Linked DNA regions of Mus musculus: region 2 is linked to region 1. Evidence: chromatin contacts called from public ChIA-PET data. All regions are on one chromosome and are shown on one strand. Each heading gives the region's core, a stretch centred on a gene start, on an enhancer-like site or on the middle of the called end of the contact. The rest is flanking DNA. Distances are from core to core; before and after follow the strand shown.

Region 1 (3,663 bases), core at 784-3,283:
GTGACTTTGTTTCCCATGGTACTAAGGAATATAAGAAGGCTAATAAAATAAACTCGAGGCTGATGTCGTATTCACCCGCAGCCTTCCCAATTCTAAGTTTTGTTTCTGAGTCTTCTTTCTGACTTTCCTTGAATCATCCTCACTCCTCATTCAGAGGCTGCTTGACTTTGGGTTAAAGGGACAAGAACAGCCTTTAATTTTGGTAGTGACTTTGTTGAGGTGGCCAGAAACATGTCGTGTCAAAGGTAGATCCCTTGATGGGGAAAGAGAGTTGCAGACACAGGAACATTCAGAAAAAGAAAAAGCAAAACAAAACAAAACAAAACGAAACTTTGACCAAATATAATGTGAGATGTGGTCCTCACTAATGCGAAATTAAACATCAGGCTTTGTTGATATGTGGGATTTTAGTCTAGTGCCTAAAAATGGTTTTGGAAGAGTGAAACTACAAGGGCTGAAACAGTGTGTTGTGTTGGTCAATACATGGACATTGAAGCCACTGTAAATGTCAATAATAGTTATGGGAGGAAAAATGGGACAAGTCAAATATATATCACCAACAAGGAACAGAAGAACAGTGGCTTTGCTGAGGATAACATGAAGAAGAAGAATGAATATCTACGATGACTGAGACACTTCAAGGGGGAAAGGAGAAGAATGTGAGCTGAGAAAACAGAACGTGGAAGCTCCAACCACGTGTTTAGATGGAAGGAAGGTAGAATTTCCAGGGTCTGTTTTAGATAATTTTCAGAAAGTAAAACCACCAAGGAAAGCAGAAGTTTCTATTGTGCCCAAGTCTACAAGAAAGAAGTGTGCTGGTGGTGAGTATTTCCCCAAATGCAGAGAAGGCAATTGTGAAAGTTCTATCCTGACTTCCAACTCATCAGTCTTTAAAACACAGGAAGTGGACACATTGTGAACCCCAGTGTATCCACTGATATGTCACCAGCTCTTAAACATATATTCTCCACATCTAAGTCAGTCAGTCAGTCACGCACGCACACACACACACACACACACACACACACACACACACACACACACTATTCCTGACCTGACCTGTTGGTGTGGTAAGCAGAGAATATCTCCTACTGAGTCTCAGCAGACTTCTCTAAGAATGAGGTTGGCAGATCGGAAAGCGAATTTTTCTTTATTTTGTTAGAATTCAGTAGACATTAAATCCAATTAAACATCTGTTGCCACCTCAAGACATAACTGCTACTGAATGCATTTGAGGATGTCCTACCTGGCCAGTGATTACAGAGAGCATGAGATATATGTATACATTAAACTGAGTTATGCTACAGGAGATGATAGTGTCCTCACCTCAAGACTCGTAGTCTAACAAAGGTGTTTGTTTACTAATTCAGGTTTAACAACTTTAAATGAAATAAAACTGATTGCCACAGGCATCCAACAATTCATTGGGAGTGGATTTGAACTCTTGAGACTCGTGGCTGTTAGCAAAGATCCAGTGCCACTCTGAGAAGTGTGATTGCATCCTTGTCTCTGATGCAGGAGGTCTGGATCTTTAAGTGAGTTCTTGTCTATCGACAACAGGAGTAGCAGCAGAAGCTGGAGTGCTGAAGCTCCAGTGAGCTCTAGCTAGTGGGAGAAGCCTGAGGCTCTCCCTCCTCTCAGATTTAGATACTTTTTCTCAAGTTTAGTCTGTGCCTGGTCAGTCTTTTTTTTTTTTTTTTTCCGTGCAAAAAGTTCTATGTATTCGTTCATTTTTGTGCATGCACATGTATTCACATGCCACAGTGTATGCTGTTCCAGTCAGAAGACAGATTTAAGGATCACTTGGGTCCAGATTGTCTGAATGTGAACACATAAAGAAAGTAAGACTAAGCAGGGAAGACTGTCCCAGCCTAAGCCCTCTGCAGATGCTTGTCACAGGTTTCTAGGAGTTCTGGGTGCTGCTGTAGTCCTTGCAGCCTGCTGTCTGCTGCTTCCATCTGTAGTGCAGGATTTTGCTCAGCCTGGGCTTTTGTTTCTTTTGATGTGGCTGCTGCTACTGCACAAATGATGGTCTGTGGTTGGTTTGTGGAGCTCCAGCCTGCCTCCCAGTACTCAGAAAGGTGTTAGAAAGCTCAGGGTAGGACTACTGACTGCCTTTTTCCATGGCAGTGTACATAGCACTATGGGAGGAAATCCTCAGAGGGTAGGCTGCCAAATTAGGGGAATTTCCCAAGCACTCCACCTATATGAAGATCTATAGGCAATAAATGCTACTGAGAGGGAGAATCTGTGTTCTTCAAGTAGGAGTCCCCTGTTAGATTATCCAGTCATAAGTGGTCAGCCCTAAATACATACACATACAGCAATACCAAATAGACTCGATACATCACATGCCCATGTGCACATGCACACAGATGTGTCTTTACATCCCTCAGAGAAAGACATCCTGTCACGTAGCTATGGAAACTACTCATAGTCAGTCCTTGCAAATTTCTGAGGGAAAACTGGGTAAAAGTCCCAAAGTATGTGACATTTTTTTTTGACAGCATGCCTCAGTGATCAAAGAATGACATAACCAGAATATAATTTCCTCCCTTACTTGTTGGTGTTTAGAAGTTATGCTGACCTCCCTTGGACTGATATTTTGAATACAGTGGGTTAGTCTTCAAGATAAGTCAGTAAATTCGTAGCAACAAGAATGAATAAGTTCTCCAGTCATTAGAAATGGCACAAGACTTCAATTATATTTCCACCACTGAGCTTCTTCATAATAATTGTACCAAAGTATCAGCTCAATACTTCCTGAGGTCGAGCCAAACTCCAATGGCAGCTAATTCTACCCATGTCAACAATGCCCAGTGTGCACATAGTCACCTTCAGTATCATAGATACAGCCACATCAGACCTATGTCTTACTTATAAGCTACTAAGGGTCTTGAATGTCTGAATCTACATTCATTTTCTCTGGAATAGTTACTCTAGATTTTCCATTTTATCTTCAGTGTATTCTTCTGACTTTCTGTGTGAAAACATGAAGGTATCTGAAATGGAAGAGCATTCAAATACAGCTCAGACAGAAAATGGAAGTGTCTAGAGACATTTGGCCAAGAGGCTGACTTCTAAGTTGATATTTGTTCTGCCCAAACAAAATCGAAGTCCATAGTGAACTCTGTAAAACCCTTTCATATCATGAAACCAATGACCTTATATCACTTCTGTGGGTGCTTTTGGATCACATTCTCCCTCAGGCATCTTTCAGTATCTCATGGACCACAAATACTGCTGGCTGTCTTAGGGTTTTACTGCTGTGAACAGATACCATGACCAAGACAAGTCCTATAAAGGTCATCATATATTTGGGGCTGTCTTACAGGTTCAGAGTTTTAGTCCATTATCATCCAGGTGGGACCATGGCAGTATCCAGGCAAGCATGGTACAGGATGAGCTGATAGTTCTACATCCTCTTCTGAAGGCTGTTAGCAGAATACTGACTTCCAGAATGCTTGAATGAGGATCTTAAAGCCCACAACCACACTGAGACACCTACTTCAACAAGGCCATACCTCCTAACAGTACCATTCTCTGGGCCTATCATATACAAACCATCATACTGGTAATGGCAGTGTTCACTTGGTTAGGAATGAAGAAAAAGAAGCCTTTAACACTGCAACACTGCTCAGTGTAACTCCTGCTCCCTCATCC
Region 2 (3,693 bases), core at 382-2,881, 130 kb before region 1:
TTTCAAGACCTCAGCAAATACGTGCATTTGCACACCTGTGCTCACTCACACACACACACACCTCTCTCTCTCTTTTTCTCTTTCTCGATATAATATAGAAGAGAAACACAGGCAAAGGATCATAGAGATTTATCCTGATGTTTTGTAGATTCACTTGAGTGCTGAAGTGAACAAAAGGCTTAAGCAAGTGTTAGAGGCAGCCCTGCTCCTGCTGCTCCCCTCAATCCTGTCTCAGAAGTGCCACTCAACTGACAAGAGCTCCAGACCAGAGACTCCCCTGGCCTTAGTGGCATCCAAGAACCTGCTGACATGAACTTCTTCCCAGTCCTGGTGTGGACTCTTGTGTGAGTTCTACCTGGGCCTGCAAATAGGTGGCCATGCAGAGCTAACAGATGAATAGGGGGAGAGTTCACTGAAGTAGAATTAAGGTACCAGTTTACCTCCATGCTGCTGTCCTGCTCCTTTGTCCCTTTATCACTCTGAGTTCTGCACCAAATGTCTAGGAGAGTAAATTAAGGACCCTGAAGCTAGGTGCCTGGATATGGCCCAGTCTCCAATGGGTACTTCCTTCTTTAATCCTTCCTGTGAAAACACAATAGATCACTCTGCAGCCCCACCCAACACCCTCGCTTTGTGTTTCATCCTTTACAAATAGTATTCAATCTCCCATCAGAGACAAAGTTCAGATCCCAAACTGGCTGCCTTCCTAAGGGCTCAGAAAATAAAGCTTTCATTTTTAAGCTTCCATCTCAGAAGTGAGTTTTCTTAGCTTCTACCCTGAACACAACTCCTACTTACTATTCTTTAATTACTTCTTTGAAAACAGTTTTTAGATGGACTGTTGTGTTTTCTGAAAAAGAAAAAAGAAGCCAGGGATATGTGTGGTGGAGGCGGGGTATGGTGAGGTGGAAGGTGGTGTCTCTGAGGGCTCCTGCTGAGGCATCCTTTCCTCCTGAAGTACCAGCCACACAATTGTATAGTATAGAATAGAGTTTATTTAAGACATGGAGAGTGGAATTTGAGAGGGTAGTAGAGACAAAGAAAGGGGAACAGAGAGAGGGAGGAGGAAGCAGGGAGAGGACTGGAGAAGGAAAGAGGGTAAGAAAGGAAGAGAGGACTATCTGAGCAAGAGAGATAGAGATAGATAGATAGAGAGAGAGAGAGAGAGAGAGAGAGAGAGAGAGAGAGGGAGGGAGGGAGGGAGAGGGGACAGTGATGGTTCCTGTTTTAGAAAACACAGGTTTAAAACATTAAAGCTCTTCACTCAAAAAGCACCTGGAATTTCCCCTGAGAGAAGCACACGTGCAATCCTCCCAGATTGTGTCATTTACACTGATGGGGGCCTGGGTTTACTGTGCTTTATCTGTGCCTAGAAGGCTGGAGGAAACTGGAGATGGGTTCCAAAGAAAGAGAATGTAAATACTTTCCACAGTGGAAGCCTGCTGTCCCTTGGCTGCAACAGAGTATCTCACTGACTTTTCTGACACTAAGCATCCTCTGACCTCCCCTTCCAGTCTTGGCCAAGTTAACAATGCCTTGGTTTACTTTACTTTCAGTTTTGTTTTTGCTGCATCCTGTGTGAGTGTGTGTGTGTGTGTGTGTGTATGTGTGTGTGTGTGTGTGTGGTCAGCGCACATAAAAGAGGAGCAAAGAGAGCAGGAAGTGAGGAGAGCAGAAGTGAGCCTGAGGAGGCAGCAGCAGCTGAGAACTGCACTTGGACCTGTGCTGTGGGACCAGGTATATTTAATATTTACTTTTCCTTTCTTTAAGGAGCAACTTAGTCTGGACCTCAGCTTGATTTCCAAGTCAAAGGGGCAACTGAGGGAGGGGGAAGGGAGGCAGGTTCTGTGCTCTCTGGTCTGCAGGGGGCTGTGGCTGGCTTTAGGTCTAGGAGGTGAGTTTCTTTCCTCTGACAAAGGACAGATACAAAGTTGTAGCCTGACACAGCTGGCTGCCCTGCTCTGTTAGACACACTATGGGAAGAGCTCTGGTCCTTCCTCAGCTGGGACCACAGCAACAGCTCCTGCCCTGGTTCACAGGCAACTGTTGTCAAAGGAACATGTAGGAACCTTGTGCGGAAAATTCAGCACTTGACCTTGGCAAATATTTTTTGGAAATAAACTTAGTTTGTACCTCATCATCTTTTTAAGTTTAGTAAGTAGTCAAGCTCTGTCTTGGTGTTTAGGGTTTGTGTGTGTGTGTGTGTGTGTGTGTGTGTCTGTGTGTCTGTGTGTGTGTGTGTGTGTGTGTGTGATGTAGAGATCACATGGGCTCTCTGCATTTTGTTTGGGCTGCTCTTCTTATCTCATTAAAGGGATTAAGCTGCAGAGAGACAGTGTTGTGGAATCTGTGACTTCTGGGGATTGACACATTCTCTGTCCTTGGCATAATGTCCTCAGGCTCATCTGGGACTGGAGTGCAGAGGAGGGGAGGCAAGTTATGTGTTGTCTGACCTGCAGAGGTCTGTGGCTGGCTTTAAGTCTATGAAGGTCTACAAGGTAGTGTACAGTAGTTAATTTTATTCTCTTCTCTGGCTGAATAATATACAATTTGGTGTGCCATCACATTGTGGTGGGAAACTGGGCTTAATCCACATTGTGGGTATTGTGAACACAGCTACCATGATCATTAAAGATCAAAGGTCCATCCAAGTCCTTTTTGCTAGTTTGTGCTGAAATCAAAGAAGAGCTGTTAGATCAAATGTAACTTTCCATTGTCTTAGAAACCAGGATTGTTTCTCATGAGGAAATATTCTGTGTTCTTAGCTGCAGAGTACAGACACCGGAGTTGTTTAAATTCTGGGTTACATGGATTTGTTTTCCCATTGTGTGGTAGCTGTCCTGATGAGTATGAAGTGATGCCTTGTGGTTTGATTTGGACTTCCTCAATGTTTGTCACAGGGACTGAAGAATTATTGAGGAACAATACCATGTAGCTCTTAAAATAACCTAGTTTGTGCTTAAACTGCAAAGATCAGCAAAACTAAGCAGGTAATTTCAAATAATATATATGTTAGCCCAAAGCAAGCCTTAGCCTCAGTAAGCTCTAAGAAGCCAAATCACACATGATCATGTGACTATAGACTCTTACACCTGGTCCCTCAGCATGGCAAAACAGAAATCATATAATGAAAAGTTTCTTCATTTTGCAACCAATGTTTCCCTAATACATTCTGTAATGGGAACAGAGACACTTCAGCATTCACTCTGGTACTTCACAGTTTGTACATTCTATCTTTTTCAGATAATTTTTTTAATTTAAATTTTTTTGTACAAAGTGATTAGCAATAATGAATATGATCTTGTGTGCTCATGGATGTTTGTAAGCCTTCTCTGCAGAAATAAGCACCCAGTGATTTTCTCTGTTTAGAAATGAGTTATCTGTGATGAGTTGTATTGCTATTTTGTTGAAGATAGTAACCCTTTATCAAACATGTGATTTACAAGTAGTCTTCACCCACTTTTGGGTTGCCTTTTTACACTGTTTATAGAATCCTTTGGTGCAGAAAAGTCCTTAATTTTAGAAAGTCTGTTTTTTTTTCTATTTATTTGCTCGGGTTGAGATTTTGTTTTCATGTTCAAGAAATAATCCGTACTTGAAACACAAGTTAGGTAAAACTGAGATCAGGGTAGCCCCAGGTTGGCCTGTTGCAATTAAGCTCTGTGTTGCTTCCTGCAGACAGGACCTGTGTCA

The links. ChIA-PET counts read pairs in DNA pulled down with a chosen protein or histone mark.
Region 2: an RNA polymerase II ChIA-PET map of effector CD8 T cells shows a contact between it and region 1, with 186 read pairs. The contact joins the promoter of Gbp4 here to the enhancer-like site in region 1. A contact is called at or near these places in 1 of 15 datasets of contacts at CTCF or cohesin (CD8 T cells), 1 of 484 Hi-C or Micro-C datasets (Th1 cells), 5 of 115 datasets of contacts at active chromatin or transcription factors (CD8 T cells, effector CD8 T cells, embryonic stem cells and 2 more) and 3 of 9 other capture datasets (adipose tissue, embryonic stem cells and pancreatic islet).

What each region holds. Positions count from the first base shown.
Region 1 is chr5:105,008,946-105,012,608 of GRCm38.p6, reverse strand. It overlaps a transcript of Gbp8 not described here. Among named protein-coding and RNA genes, the nearest start is that of Abcg3, 28 kb to the right of the region's middle. Within about 2 kb of position 2,033, at least 26 of the 459 cell types and tissues checked have an H3K27ac peak or open chromatin away from gene starts, as enhancers often do. A contact at or near this core is called in CD8 T cells, Th1 cells, effector CD8 T cells and 1 more, where this site is marked.
Region 2 is chr5:105,137,524-105,141,216 of GRCm38.p6, reverse strand. Gbp4 (guanylate binding protein 4) reads left to right here and starts at 1,631. Exons shown (of 12, transcript NM_001359079.1): 1 at 1,631-1,737; 2 at 2,400-2,498. The coding sequence starts at 2,484.